2 separate regions of the Mus musculus genome follow, and region 1 is linked to region 2. Evidence: chromatin contacts called from public Hi-C data. All regions are on one chromosome and are shown on one strand. The core of a region is the stretch at or near the end of the contact, and the rest is flanking DNA. Distances in the headings are between cores, read along the strand shown. Region 1 overlaps Cd38 (CD38 antigen). Region 2 overlaps Fbxl5 (F-box and leucine-rich repeat protein 5).

The links. Hi-C and Micro-C count contacts between places; a contact is called where the count stands out from the background.
Region 1: a contact with region 2 is called in a Hi-C map of B cells, with 1.7 times the contacts expected there. The contact joins two enhancer-like sites. A contact is called at or near these places in 11 of 484 Hi-C or Micro-C datasets (B cells, the C10 cell line, ECoMG myeloid progenitors and 8 more), 3 of 115 datasets of contacts at active chromatin or transcription factors (bone marrow-derived dendritic cells, embryonic stem cells and large pre-B cells) and 3 of 9 other capture datasets (adipose tissue, liver and pancreatic islet).

Annotation. Positions count from the first base shown.
Region 1 is chr5:43,883,741-43,887,401 of GRCm38.p6, reverse strand. All of the region lies in intron 1 of Cd38 (CD38 antigen), which reads right to left. Among named protein-coding and RNA genes, the nearest start is that of Cd38, 17 kb to the right of the region's middle. Within about 2 kb of position 2,136, at least 51 of the 459 cell types and tissues checked have an H3K27ac peak or open chromatin away from gene starts, as enhancers often do. A contact at or near this core is called in B cells, bone marrow-derived dendritic cells and peritoneal macrophages, where this site is marked.
Region 2 is chr5:43,768,885-43,772,617 of GRCm38.p6, reverse strand. Fbxl5 (F-box and leucine-rich repeat protein 5) reads left to right here. Exons shown (of 11, transcript NM_001159963.1): 3 at 1,786-1,881. Among named protein-coding and RNA genes, the nearest start is that of Fbxl5, 11 kb to the left of the region's middle. Within about 2 kb of position 1,942, at least 42 of the 459 cell types and tissues checked have an H3K27ac peak or open chromatin away from gene starts, as enhancers often do. A contact at or near this core is called in B cells, bone marrow-derived dendritic cells and peritoneal macrophages, where this site is marked.

The DNA of each region.
Region 1 (3,661 bases), core at 887-3,386, 110 kb before region 2:
CCAAACAAATGTCTTCACCCCTCTTCTCTGTTTGGATAACATGTCTCCACAGAAGATCTCAGAATATCAAACACTTCTTGAACCACCTCCTTACGCCTCGGGTTAGCCATGCAGGCCACTTCCGGCCAACGAAATTTAAGGAGAATGCAGAAGAGTGAAGAAAGGATTCCTGGAAAGACATTGTTATGGAATGAGAGGAGTCCCAAAATGAATGCCAGTCCTCCTGATCTTTTTTACTCGAGATGTGATTATGTGAGCACACAGTGGTTAGAATTGCTGCAGCCATTTTTTGACAAAGGCTTGAGGATAAAAGATGCCCCAGGAGATGAAAGACTAGAAACAAAGAGCCTGACTCTCACTGATCCGCTAAGCTAACCCTGAAGTCACCACACTTCTGGGTATCTCATTATATAGATATTATACATCTCTCACTTAAAGTCTTTTTTTGAGCTCTATTGAATATAGCTCCAAAACATTTAATTGGCATACCCAGTGTGGTGGGTTGAACTGCGTCCTCACCAAGATGTTCAAACCTTACCCCACTATCTCTGATTGTATTCTTATTTGGAAATAAGATATTCACAGAATATTTCTCTCTCTCTCTCTCTCTCTCTCTCTCTCTCCCTCCCTCTCTCTCTTTATATATACCTGTTGAGCACATTTAGTGTGGCTTGGGACTAAATTATTTCAGTAATGACCATTTTGTATTAGGTAATCAATTAGGGGGCTCATTCAAGGGTGAGGTGAATTCATCCAAAGAGGCTGTCAATTGGAGATGAATATTAGAGGAAGATCATGGTAGTGGGAAAGGAGGAAAGGAAAGAAAGTGATGTAATTATACTTTAGCTTGAAAATTTTTTACACTGCTAAAACCCATCTTTGTAGATGATCGACTTTATATGAAGTCATTGAGACAGTTCCACATTCCATATGGCTGAGAGACTGAGGCTGAGGAGACGGCTCAGTGGGTAAAGTGCATGCTGTCAGCTTGAGGACCTGAGTTCAAGTCCTCAGCATTCACGTAAAAGTTAGGCACAGCTGAATGTGGGGAGCAGAGATGAAGCCCACAGCCCTCAGCGGCCAGCCAGTCTAGCCAAAATCCCAGGTTCAGTGAGAGCCCTTGCTTCACAATAAAATGAAGAGCAAGAGAGAAAGACAACCAGTGTTGTTCTCTGGCCATATAGACACAAACGCCCTCTCGAGCACATGCACACACACATACGGACACGAGCACAAACAGACACACACAATACATACACAGACATTCACAGGTACATGCACATACATATGCATACACACACAGAGAGACGGAGACAGAGACAGAGACAGAGACAGAAAGGAAAAGTTGGCTATAAAGACAAACATGTATGTACAGAGAGAATACAATATATAATATGAAGACTAACAGAACTCCTTGAACCCATGCAAGAATGTCTAAAGATCCCAAGAGCTGGTAAAAGGGCATGGAACAGAGTTCCTCACAGCCTCCAGAAGTCACCCCTGCAGCCATCTTCACTTTTGACTCCCAGAATTCAGGACTGCCAGGAAGTACATTTCTATTGTTGAAGCGGTGTTTAGTAAGTGTCTGTTTTAGTTTTAGCAAACTAAGAAGCCAGTGGAAGCAACTGTGGTACATTCTATGGCTCATATTTGTACATAGATAAATGCCATCCAGACTGTAAGATATACTTCACCAGGAAAAAAAACAAAAGGCAGAATAGTTAATTCCACAGAGTGAAAGTGTGCAAGGAGCACAAATTAAGAACAGCTGGAGCCAGTACTTTCTCTTACCAGAGTGCTGAACAGCAAGACAGGGGCCCCTGAAAGAGGCAGGGTGTGAGGAGACAGGAATCCTCCCTGTGTTGAGAAGAGAACAGCCCCGTGAAGAGAAATAGGGCTTTGGGTTTTTCAAAATAAAAAATAATATATGTTTTAACTTAGCAAATTTGCTCTTAGAATTCTAATACACACACACACACACACTTTATCTTAAGCATTACTTAGGAAATATTGCAAATATGAAAACACCACAAATGTCCCTGGGTGTGAATCTAGAGGACAGTAAATGTATTAACTGTGGGTCCATTGACTGTGAAAGTGAGACCCAGCTGTGCTCATCGAAGCAACCACTGTTAACTGGGGAGGAATAGGGAAGTGAGAAAAGACGTTGAAAACAAGATCATATGCTGCCTTGTGCTGGGAACCCTTCTAGAAAGCTGTGAGAGAAACAAAGGGCAGGATTACTCTCTGAGAAAAGGGGAAAGAAGTTAAGGGAGGTGTTTTTTGTAACCATTTTTCTGTAACTGGCTACTTCTTTAAACACAGAAAGAAAGCTGTGACACAGATGGCAGATTTCTCTCTATTGTATTATTGAACAATAAGAGATGCCCCTAACGTTCAGGGACATCTCACTGTGCTTTAAATGTCCATTATGTAACTTTCTTACCCTTAAGAGACTGACAAAAGATACTGCTTGAGGTTGGGGAAATGAGGATGGAGAAGAACCCCTTGGAATATGAAGAATGAGGAAAAGGTAACTTGGCAAGTGCAGAGTACATGGTTCTCAGCTGTGAATGTGTTCAGACCCCTACAGTCCAGAATGCCTTTGAAAACAGGGTTACAGCAAGAAGGCAGTTTCCAGATACAATCTACTGTCCTTACCTAAGCCTCGGCATCCCCTTGTGACTTTAAATCTCTACCATCTGTTTTCTGCCTCTGTCCTTGAAGAACTCCCAAGGAGTGTTCACCAACTTCCATACACTGATGGGTAATTCAGCTTACTCCCAGGAACCAAGATGATCAGTTTTGCTATGAATTTCATATATAAGTGCCAAAGACAGAAATTACTTCTTAATATTTGGTTGATAGATATAATGAGAAAGGAAAGTGAAAGAGAGACAGAGACAGCAGAGACAGAGAGACGTGTGTGTGTGTGTGTGTGTGTGTGTGTGTGAGAGAGAGAGAGAGAGAAAGAGAGAGAGAGAGAGAGAGAGAGAGAGAGAGAGAGAGTTAGTTCAACAGTGCCAAGGAGAGGGTAGTACCCACGGAAGTGTATATCTTGAGTCTTTCCTGCTATTAGACTAATAATTTCAATAGATTTTTGGATCACTGTGCTGGTTAGTTTTTGTCAACTTGGTCATATAGTTTTGTCAACAAGCTACACATACCTGGAAGAGGGGAGGTTAAGTGTGGAACTATGTCTATTAGACTGCTCTATGGGCACATCTGTGGGACAATTTCTTGATTGCTGGTAGATGTGAAAGGGCCCAGATCATGGTTGCCAGCGCCACCCTTGGCAGGCAAGCCTAGGCTACATAAGACAGCAGAGCAAGCCGAGGGAGCAAACCAGGAAGCGGCGTTCCTCGACGGTTCCACTTCATTTTCTGCCTTGGTGTAACTCTGCTAATTCCTGCCTCCTTCAGTAATGGACTGTGAGCTGGAGGATCAAATATTCCCTTTTGGTCTCTGAGTTGGTTTTGGTCATGGTGTTTATCATAGCAACAGAAAACATATCAGGACAATATATGGAGGTCACTGTCTCCCGGTGTGTACACCACATCTGACACATTCTGGTGAGAAGGAGAAAACACCATAGCAATTCAAAAATTTTTCCATTACAAAATATTCTAACTGTATTCTGTTTGTTTGGTTTTTTTAAAGA
Region 2 (3,733 bases), core at 693-3,192:
TATACCCTTTACTTAGACACTTTGCTTTAGAAAAGTGATTCAGTAAGAGGGGAGGTTAATTTCAAAGGACAAAAAACACTCAAATTGAAGACCATTATTAAATTCTACCAGTAGTTTCTGGAAGGAAAAACACTACATAGATATCCAGAGGAGATGTGGTTGATTAGTACAGGGAAGAATACTGGGTAGTAAGAAAAAGGAGATTTCCTTTTGTATTGAATACTCCTTTGTAAGCTCCATGTTTTGTATCATACTCATGTATTATGTAGTCAGTAATTTCTGAACCAAAGTAGTGATTGTTGAAAATATAGGGGAAGGGACATGCTTGACAATTATGTATGACCTAAGACCAGTGGAATACTAGGATTATACAGAGTGGTAGAGGAAAAGAGAGAGAGAAGTGAGAGAGAGTTGTACTGGACTTTTGTATGTGGAAGGGGGCCAGGCATTAAGACTTATTCTGATCTACTTAGTAATACAAGTGTGCATTACTAATAGGAGGAGAGGCATTGGTGGGTTTGAAGAGCAGAAAGAGTGAGGTAGTGTGAAAAGCAGATTTGATAATTACTAGCATATATGTGGAATTGGAAGCCGTACGTATGGATGGGTTTAAGGGATATGTCAAAGTCTCAGCAGAGTTCAACAGTGAACTGAATATTGGAAAGTAATTGAATAAATTATCTAAAAGAAAAATCAGGTCCTGACAGAGATAAATTAGTACTTGTCTTAGTTACTTTTTATTGCTGTAATAAAGCACCATGACCAAGAAAACTTAGAAGGGTTTATTTAGAGCTTATGCCTCCTTCCGTGTGTGTGTGTGTGTGTGTGTGTGTGTGTGTGTTAACCGGCAGGTATAGTGATTGGAGCTGAGAGCAAAGTACTCAAATCTTAAACCACACACAGGAAACAGGAAGTAGACTGAGCTTGAAATGAACAAGAAATGATGAGGATTTTTAATCTCTTGAAGTCTGTCCCAAGTGACATACTTCTTTGAGTGGGGCCACATCTCCTAAGTCTCCCCGGCAGTGCTGCTAAGCAGGTCCAAACCTCAGATACCAGAGCCTTTGGGGACATTCTCCTTCAGGTCACCACAGTATCATAGTTTTAAGTATTTCACTATTTTGAATGCTCCCTATATTTTTACATTGGAAAAGATGGAGAAATTAGAGAGAGGTTTGATTTTAATTCATATGTGAAAGAAATGTTTGGCTCTTGAGAGGTGTCCAGAATTAGAATGATTAAAGTGTGAATTTCTTGCCTTTAGAAATGTTGATATTAATATTTATGGCCTGTTAGGATAACATAAAATGTATTATGAAAACTTTATAGTATATTTGTAATATATTTTAAAATATCTTTTCTCTATTTTAGTAAAATTTAAAAACCAGAATTGGAGTTAGTAGGGAGCTCAGAGCTTGTTTCAGGGCTGTGTGTGGGAGGTGGTGTGCCAAGGCTGACTGTAGAGTGTAGACACGTTAGCAAGTGCTCTAGCTCTGAGCTGCACCCTGGCTCCAAGGACATCTTTATGCTAAAAGAAAACTAAATGGACTTCCTGTGATCAAGCAGTATATAATGAAGCAAACCTTTATACAACATTACAGTGAAGCAAAACTTACATATATTTGAGGCAGAATCCTACTATGTAGCCCTGGCTGGTCTGGAACTTGCTATGTAGGCTAGGCTGACCTCAAATTTAGAGAACCATTTGTTCCTGCCTCCTGAGTTCTGGCATTAAAGATAAGTGTCTCTACTTCCTGCTAAATGTGTATTACTCTTTGTTTCTAGAATGAGTACGAACAGTTAAATTATGCAAAACAGCTGAAAGAGAGATTGGAGGCTTTTACAAGAGATTTTCTTCCTCACATGAAAGAGGAAGAAGAGGTAAGTAGAGTTTTTCTTTGTTGTGATTTATATTCGTAATTTAACAGAAGATACTATTTTGAGTTGAGTTCCTCAAAAGAAGGAGGAAATGTGCTGTTGATAGAATCAGCTGTTTCTTCTTGGGCACAGGAATGAAATCCAGTGGAATTATAAAAAGCATAGCTTTAATTCTTCTTTTACTGAATGAATGATTTTATTTACTTAAGAATAAGTATATATATATTTTTAAATATTTATTATATATATGTGAGTACACTGTCGCTGTCTTCAGACACACCGGAAGAGGGCATCGGATCCCATTACAGATGGTTGTGAGCCACCATGTGGTTGCTGGGAATTGAACTCAGGACCTCTGGAAGAGCAGTCAGTGCTCTCAACTGCTGAGCCATCTCTCCAGCCCCATAAGTATATTTTTATGTGTGATGGCACTATGATACATTTTCATAATTGTCACTAATTTTTCAGAACTTTTAGAAGATTCTGTAAATCTTTAAATATTTTCTTTTTGCCAGGTTTAAAGAGTTCTTAGTGTTTTTTCATTAGTGGACTTGAGTAATTAAATAGTGGCTAAGTTTATCACTGTTGTGCCTCACATACATGCATTAGCATATCACTAACACACTGCAAAACAATTTGTTTTCTTTGAGTAATAAAGGATGATTAAGTATCCAGTGTAAGATAAAGAGAAACTATCCTATGAGGACTGACTACATCTGCCTTTTTTCTCTTCTAAAGATCTATTTTCATTTTACATGTATGAGTGTGTTTTTCTGCATGTTTGTATGTGCACTTTGTGCCAATGGACAATATCTGTTTTCCTGGAGTGAAGTTCCAGATGCTTGTGAGTCACCATATGGGCACTAAAGCCAAACTCAGGCCCTTCACAGTAGCAGCAAGTAGCCTTAACTGCCTAGCCATCTTTCCAGCTCTACTTTGAAAAACAAAGCCAAAACATTCATTGTGCAATTGGGAATTGTCTCCTTCCACTATGGGTTCTGAGAATTCAACTCAGGTCATCTTTCTTGGGAGCAAATATTTTTACCCACCAAGCCACCTTGTTGGCCTATGAATCCTCTTTTTTTAGTTGTAAATCATTTATTGTAGTGATTTGCAATTATGTTTTCATTTTATAATGCCTTGATAATAAAATGAAGTGTAGGCTACCCTCAAAACTCTACTTGGGATAGGCAGCATTGCCTTGGTGTTCTTCTTTGGTAGTTGATATTATTCTTTACATTGTAGTATGTAGCCTGTGCTGAAACCAAGGTAACAAACAGTCTTTTTTCTTTTTGAAAAAAAAATTTTTTTTCTAATATAATATATCCTGGCTATGGTTTCCCCTCTCTCTACTCCTCCTGGCTTCTCTCTACCTCTCCTTCTACCTGGATCAAATTCCTTTTCTGCTTCTCATTAGAAAACAAACAGGCTTCTGTGGAATAGTAAAATTATAATAAGGTAAAACAGAAAAGCTAGTGCTCAGAATTGAACAAAACAAACAGACGAAAAAGAACCCAAGAGAAGGCACAAGAATCAGAGAGCTTCCAACTGCACACCCAGGGATCCCATAGAAACACCAAACTGGAAGCCATATCCATGCACCTGGAAGCGACAACAAAGCCTTGGTTGTTCATTTAAAGATTATAATCCTATAAATTGGAGGTTAGGGCTGTTTTGCAGAAGAAATCTCTGAAAAGTTTTTCAGGACCCACTGAACTAAAATAATGTTTAGAATAAGCAGGTTGGATAGGTCATATCGACTGAGCTGCGATTGTTAGGGTTCTGGGATTGTTAGAGTTGGTGTCATACTCATGCAAAGGCCCTGTTCTGTTAGAATTCAGTTACTCAGTACCAA